2 separate regions of the Mus musculus genome follow, and region 2 is linked to region 1. A link is a contact called in public HiCAR-type data. All regions are on one chromosome and are shown on one strand. Each heading gives the region's core, a stretch centred on a gene start, on an enhancer-like site or on the middle of the called end of the contact. The rest is flanking DNA. Distances are from core to core; before and after follow the strand shown. Region 1 holds the start of Lime1 (Lck interacting transmembrane adaptor 1). Region 2 holds the start of Pcmtd2 (protein-L-isoaspartate (D-aspartate) O-methyltransferase domain containing 2).

Region 1 (3,518 bases), core at 237-2,736:
GTAGCACAGCCTCTGTCTTTCTCAGGTTTGGGCCGGCATGCAGAAGGCCGGGTGGAGCCCATCCATGCTGTAGTGTTGCCTAGAGGGAAATCACTGGACCAGTGTGCAGAGATACTGCAGAAGAAGACAAAGCGAGGCCAGGCTGGGTCCAACAGGCCTCCAAAATGCCGGAGGAGTGGTAGTAGACCTGAGGGCCGCCCACCCCCCCGGAATGTGTTTGACTTTTTGAATGAAAAACTGCAAAGCCAGGTTCCTGGGACCCCAGATGCTGGGGTGGATACCCCAGAGAGAAGGAACAAAGACATGTATCACGCCAGCAAGAGCGCCAAGCAGGCTTTGAGCCTGCAGCTCTTCCAGACTGAGGAGAAGATTGAGCGGACCCAACGGGACATCCGGGGCATCCAGGAGGCCCTAACCCGGAACACTGGCCGGTATGTGTGGGATCCAGCTGAGGCAGTATGGGCTCCAGTGGCTATGCCCAGAGGATACCTGCTAAAGGTTACCTGACCTGAGTAGCAGCTGAGTCTGAGGTGGTCTAGATATTAGAGGACAGGCATTGGCTATAGCAGCTGAGGGCTTGGAAGTGGGGAGCCAGGAGGCAATGCTGACCAGCAGGCTCTCCCTAGGCACAATATGACGACAGCCCATCTGCAGGAGAAGCTGGAGGGAGCCCAGCGGCAGCTGGGTCAGCTGCGTGCTCAGGAGGCTGACCTACAGAGGAAACAGCGGAAGGCAGACACTCACAGGAAGATGACAGAGTTCTAGCGGCCCTGCCTGTATTGTGGATAGAGCCCTGGGACCCAGCTCCAAACTGCCTTGGCAGAAAGACAGCTGTCACCCTGATGCCTAAACAGCACCTGGAAGAGGAACCAGCCCCTTCTTAGGATGCCCCTTAATTAGCCTTGTCAGCCTAGAGTGTGAACACTGCTGAGTAGAGGTGGGACATCAGGGCTGATTTTGAACACTTATCTGCCCACCAAGCCCACCTACCAGTGTCTTGGGGTGTCTCCTTAGGACATTAAAGTGATTTCATCACAATTCTCTCAGTGGAGACTCAGCTGGCTTCAGGATTTCTGGGGACACAGGGATCTGTGTAGGTCCTGGGAGTAGACAGGTGGGCAGTGGGAGTACCAAATGAGGCCACTGCCTCTGTCTAGGGTCCAAGAGTCCAAGAGAAAAACATTCTCCCTTTTCCCTTCTCTGACCAAGTGGGTAAGAACCTAAGGTGGCTCTTCAGTCCCAGTACTCACAAGCAGGTAGGGTGTGTGAGATGGAAACACCTTAGGAATACAGTCAGTGAGAAAAGCAGGCAGACCTGGCTTGGGTGGGTTTGGGGTTCATTTCTGGTTTTTGGCTGCCACGATAATCCATCCAGTTCACCTGCTTTGTTCACCTCATTAATGGGTATCTGCCTCATTGGGGTGGAGGGGACTGTGCTGGTCTTTGTGGTAATTGCCTAGTGATAGCATTAGCCATGATGAGGTGTGAGGAGAGCAGAGACTGTGGGAGCAACTGCGCAAGAGCTGTGTGGCTGCTGGGAGGTGCTCTGAGAAACACAGGAAGTGAGGTGAGGCGTCACCAGCAGCCCACAAAGATCTTCCTGGCTGTCCTAGACAGGGCCAAGCAGCAAATCCCCGGTGGCCTCGGTAAGTGCTCCCTCACCCTTTATCCTGGGCCAGCCCCCAAGCCTCTCCATGCTCTGGGGTCTGGGAGGGTTAGTCCCTGCCTGGTTAGGCCATTGATAACTTGGCTGTAGCCAGGTTAGTCAGCTTGGGCCCACTCAGTGAAAGAAGCCTACACTCCAAGCCTGAACAGACAGGCCCTCACCTCAGAAGGCTGTTGTTCACCCCAATTTTACTTACCTTTAACGTCTGGGTGAGACCCTAATCAGCTCTGCAAAGGGTAACTCCAGGGAAGCCCCAGAGCCCCGGGAAGTGTGGAGTAGGGTGGGAGTACGTGGCCCTCATAGCAGCTCCTCCTGTTCATTGACACACACCTCCCCCACCCACCCTTTCTGTAGTGAGTAGTCTAGGAAGATTGCCTGACACAGGGGTCACTCTGTGGGCATTGGTGGCCGGAGGTGAGACCTGTGGTCTGTGGCTCAGAGTCAGAGTGAAGTCAGAGATTCCCCAGGTGATGGGCTTGAGCTCCAGTTATACACCCTTGTTCAGTTGAGGTCATAGCTACCCTGGCCATGCTCCTCTATCTCCATCTCCATTCCTGATAACTAACAGGGATAGGCAGAGCACTTCTTACCAGGAACCCTAGCTAGAGAGGGAAAGGTGGGTCCCCCTAGAGCACGGCAAAAATGCAAGGCTTGGGGGTTTCCGGTGTGCTGAGTCAACCAGGGAGAAGGAACCCACTAGTGGGCAAGATCTGCAAGTAGGCTGCAGCTGTACACTGCTCTCGCAGCCAGCCCCCAGTGCTCATCTCTTCTGTCCCCAGGGCTCTCTTCCCTGTTTCACAGGATGAGGCCACCAGTGCCTTCAGCCCCACTAGCTCTCTGGGTCCTGGGCTGCTTCTCCCTGCTCCTTTGGCTATGGGCACTGTGCACAGCCTGCCACAGGTATGTGCCTGGGATTCTGTCTGCCCTCACCCTGCATGGTTCAGAGCCAGAAGTCACGATAGAGAAGTCCATATGACGGCTCTATATGTGCTTCCACACTGAGCCTGGGCCAGCATCTGACTACCTGTGCACCTTCCTCTGCCTACTAGACTAACAACACTCTTGCCCCCAGGAAGAGAGCTCAGAGGCAGCAAACTGGGCTGCAGGACAGTTTGGTACCAGTGGAAATGGTGAGTGCCAGACTGTCCCAGGGGCCAGGGTGAAGACAGCAGGGAATCAACCAGCCTTCCTTGCTCCCTAGCCACTGCTGAGACAGACCCACCTCTGCTCCCTCAGCAAGTCTGACACCAGACTGCATGAGCTGCACCGAGGCCCACGCTCCAGCATAGGTGAGTTCCTGGGAAACCATAAGTGTAGGGCTGGCTTCAGCCTCCCACCACTAGAGCTGGCCCCTCAGTGACTTCTGCCTTGACTTCATCCCTAGCCCCACGGCCTGCTAGCATGGATCTTCTGCATCCACGCTGGCTAGAGATGTCCAGGGGCAGCACCAGGTCTCAGGTACCCAACTCTGCCTTCCCACCACGGCAGCTGCCCAGGGCCCCTCCTGCTGCTCCTGCAACTGCACCTTCTACTAGCTCTGAGGCCACTTATTCCAATGTGGGGCTGGCTGCAATTCCCAGGGCCAGCCTGGCTGCTAGCCCTGTGGTGTGGGCTGGAACACAGCTGACCATTAGTTGTGCCAGGCTTGGTCCTGGGGCCGAATATGCCTGCATCCAGAAGCACAAAGGGACAGAGCAAGGCTGCCAAGAATTGCAGCAGAAGGCTAAGGTGATCCCAGCTACTCAGGTAACGTCTGCCTGGGTAGGGCAGGTTAGATGGAGCTGAGCCCGTCCTCGGCAGAGGACAATGCCAAGCCCTCCTTGGGTTTGTCTCTTCTCTCCAGATGGACGTC
Region 2 (3,796 bases), core at 1,282-3,781, 460 kb after region 1:
TTCATATAGAAAGTTGTTTAGTGAGAACTCTCCAATTTTGGTTTCTTTAAGAAACACAGAAATATTATTAGACTGTGTTTTCATCTTAATCCCAGGTGTGGGGATGTGGGGCTGCTTTGGACGGACCACAGCAGCTGACTGTGATTTGCCTCAGGCTCTAGCAGAGGCCTTGTTTGACAGTTCCAGATTGTCTAGGGCCCTGAGAGGCAAGGTGGGTGGAGACTGGTCATTTGGGGGCTGTTTGCAGTTTGTTAGTAGTTGTGCTCAAAAAAGAAACAAGAAGAAAGAAATTTGATTCACAGATATCTCTCTCTTCCTTCTGTCCTTCTTTCTCTCCTATCTATTGATACAGGATGATGCAGTGGGGAGGGGCAGTGGGTAAAGGGTGAGAAAAAGAACCCACAAAGTAGCTAAGTCCAGCTACAAAGTTGGGCATGGTTCAGAGCTGGGGAAGCAGAGACAGGAGGATCCCTGGGGCTTTCTGGGTTAAACTCCAGGTTTAGTGAGAGATAGTTGTCTCAAAAAATAAGGTAGAGAGAAATAAAGGAAGCGACTAGACATTGATCTCTGGCCTCTACATGTACATACACACATGTTCATGTATACTTATTTACATATGCATGCAAACACCACAGACACACCAAATTTAAAAAAAGCAATTAAGTGTGTAAGGTTGCTACATGTCCTTTCATAGCTCAGTAGCTCACTTTTCAAAAAATCCCTGATTAAAACAGTTATGTGGCTATACCTCCCATCTATTTAATATTTTTTGTTGCTTCTAATGTTTGATGATTACAAATGAAGCTGTTATACTACCTACATGTGCTGGTTTTGTGTATAGTGGTAAATATCTAGGAATTCAAATGGTGATTTTTTAAAAAGTTTTATGTATGTTGGAATAGTTTTGTACAGCCCTGGCTAGTCTTGAACCTATTACACTGCCAAAGTATGACCTTAATCTCCTGGTCCTTCTTCCTCCACCACTAAGTGCTGGCATTACACTTGTTTGCTGTCACATCTTCTAAGACGTTGCTTAGTTCAGTAGCAAACTGACAAACTATTTTCCAGAGTATCTTTATTATTGCTCATTCCCACCAGCAATGAAAGTGATGTGCTGCTGTTGCTCTACATCCTCACCAGTATTTGGTGAATTATAGATTTTATAAATTTTGGCTATTCTAATAGGTGTGTATTGATATCTCATTGTTTTATAAATCTGCATCACCTAATGACAAATTATGTTGATATGTTCATATGCTCATTTGCCATCTGTATATTTCCTTTGCTGAGTCATATGTTCATAGCTTTTTCCCGTTTCTATTTGTGCTGTTTATTTTCTTATTGTTGAGTTTTAAGGATTTTTAGAAATCCTTTATCAGATATGTGTTTTGGGAATATTGTTTTTCAGTCTATGTCTTACCTTTTTATTCTTCTGACAGTATATTTTACAGAGAAATGATGCCAGTGTTAAAAAGATATATTTTACCTTTAAGTGTGTGTGTGTGTGTGTGTGTGTGTGTGTGTGTGTGCACATGCCTGAGTGCCTGCAAAGGCCAAGTGTCTTGGGTACTGGAAATCAAATTTGGAAGAGCTATGTCTCTATTATTTTTACACGTGGATGTCTAATTATTCCAGCATCTTTTGTTGAAAAGACCAGCACTCCTCCATTGAATTGTATTTGTTCTCTTATCAAAGGTGAGTTTACTATATTTGTATAGCTCTAACCTAAGTTTTGTATTTGATAGCATCAATTTATTTCCCCCATATGACTCTTGATTACTGTAATTTTAATAGTAAGTCATGAAATCAGATGTTGTTAGGCCTATACTTTTGTTTTGTTTTGTTTTTGATCAATATTGTGTTATCTAGTTCGGGTCTTTAGCCTTCCCACGCAAACTTTAAAAAATAGTAGAATCATTTTCTCCTCATTCGTACCACAATCAACTGCAGGTTGAGTGACTTTCTTACAGCTATTGACTCAGGCGTCCAGACTCCTTCCTTCTTGACACTACTTCCTTCAACATGTACCCTCCAAGCAGTATAGAGGAGATGTGCAATCCCAATGAAATAGAACAAAAACTCAGAACAATCTTGAAAGGTAGCCCTAAAGATCACTTAGACTTTGGTCTATTTTGTAGGTTTCTTAGAAGTGGCCAGAACTGCTGGTTCAAGGTTCAAGTGTGCAGATGGCCATCCCCTGGACCAGGTAGCCTGGCAGGGTCAGGGCCGGCAGTCATTTGTGTTGTAACTCCTGCAGGAGAGTGGACCCAATCTATCACTCTTGTTTCTTAACTCCTGCCTTTTCTACTGTGGGGGCTTTGTCCTTGAGTGGACATAAGCAGGCAAAATGCCCTTCTCCCGTCGACACGCCAGCATCTTCTCATATCATTAGGCCGGGATATGCTCGGAGACCACCTAGTGACTGACCAATCAGGCAGGGACACACTTAACTCAAACCAGTGGGTGGAAAGTGGCAGGCTCGTGGGCTGTGCCGTTGCCCCTTTAAGAGTGTCCTCCAACCGCACATGCTCAGTTCAGGTAGAGCCCGCGCACGCGCAGAGGTAGCAGCGGATGTTTACAGCGGCTGAGGTCCGTCCGAAGCGACAGAAGCGTCTGAAGAACTGCTCTCCGAGACTCAATACGGGGGCTGCTGAGCGCCGAGGTAGAGCCGTCTCTGCCCCTCGGCCCTTCCCTCCATATCCCTTCTCCAGCTCTGGTTACCCGTTCCCCAGCGTCCGTGTATCTTACCATCTCCGAGAGTTTCGAACCCCAGCGCCTGTCACCCCCGCCCCCCCATCTCCCTGCCCAGCACCTCCCTCCCCTCCAGCGTGCCCCCCCACCCCCCGCCTGTTGCTAATTCTGGGATCTGATTGCTCTAGTTCTACAACCTATTTCTAATTAAGTAGGAAATGTTTGCAATTAGCTCAAGGGCAAGTCGGGCATTGACCATGATTGAAACAAATTATACCTAGGGTGGATATTGGGAAGAAGGCAGAGTATCCTACAGAGGAGAAAAAAAAGACCCCTTTGGGGAAAGATCTAAAGTAGCTGGAGAGAACCCCTGGGGCCTGGACCCTTTGTTTCTTTATTAGGCCTGTGCCTCTGCCATCAACTCCGTCATCTTGAGTATCTGCCCTCTGCTCTCTTGGGCCCTGCACTGTTGTTCTCTGTTCTTATTGAAGACATTGCTAAAGTGGGCTCCATTACGTCTGGTAGGTTGTCTCTAGAACGAGGTATTTAAGAGGCTCAGCACTGATTATATATAAAGGGAATTGAAGTGGGCCCTCTTGAGGTGGTGGCATTTGGTCTCTCCTTTTGCCCTGGCTTTTCTCCATCCTCCTCTGAGACCTTGCTGGGAGACTTGGGAGAAGGGACTCATTTTTCTTTTTTTCTTTTCTTTTCTTTTTTTTTTTAATTTCGGTTAGTCCCAAAGCTTTTCCACGCACGAAACAGTAGGAATTGTCCCTAGTCAGTACATACTACTGGTCAGCTTTCATTCAGATGCAGACCACAAGTGATATGCATTTGAGGCACACCCTCCAAGAGTTCTGGTTTTCAAGACAAGAAGCCTTGGCTATTTTCCTCGTTCTGCTGGCAGGATGATGGTTTAGAATACATGTTCCTAGCAAGGTATCCCCTAAGAAAGTGACATCCACTTGACTGTGGGCCAGCTGTCGCAGTTTTTTCAAACGCAGTATAGATATGAAACAGGGTTCTTTAGTCCAGCTTCACTTGTGTTGTTGTTGTCCACTTGGGGTCCTGTGCTGCTCAGTTTTTTTCCTATGCCCTTTTCTTC

The links. HiCAR-type assays count read pairs that join an accessible place to other places.
Region 2: a contact with region 1 is called in a HiCAR-type map of astrocytes, with 2.8 times the contacts expected there. The contact joins the promoter of Pcmtd2 here to the promoter of Lime1 in region 1. A contact is called at or near these places in 1 of 39 promoter capture datasets (pre-B cells), 2 of 484 Hi-C or Micro-C datasets (CD8 T cells and neural progenitor cells), 1 of 115 datasets of contacts at active chromatin or transcription factors (astrocytes) and 1 of 9 other capture datasets (liver).

Annotation. Positions count from the first base shown.
Region 1 is chr2:181,379,749-181,383,266 of GRCm38.p6, forward strand. Lime1 (Lck interacting transmembrane adaptor 1) reads left to right here and starts at 1,487. Exons shown (of 5, transcript NM_023684.2): 1 at 1,487-2,566; 2 at 2,739-2,796; 3 at 2,868-2,955; 4 at 3,051-3,412; 5 at 3,510-3,518. The coding sequence starts at 2,469. It overlaps Zgpat (zinc finger, CCCH-type with G patch domain), which reads left to right. Exons shown (of 6, transcript NM_001048148.1): 5 at 26-431; 6 at 627-1,045. The coding sequence ends at 765. It also overlaps a transcript of Zbtb46 not described here.
Region 2 is chr2:181,835,323-181,839,118 of GRCm38.p6, forward strand. Pcmtd2 (protein-L-isoaspartate (D-aspartate) O-methyltransferase domain containing 2) reads left to right here and starts at 2,532. Exons shown (of 7, transcript NM_153594.3): 1 at 2,532-2,662.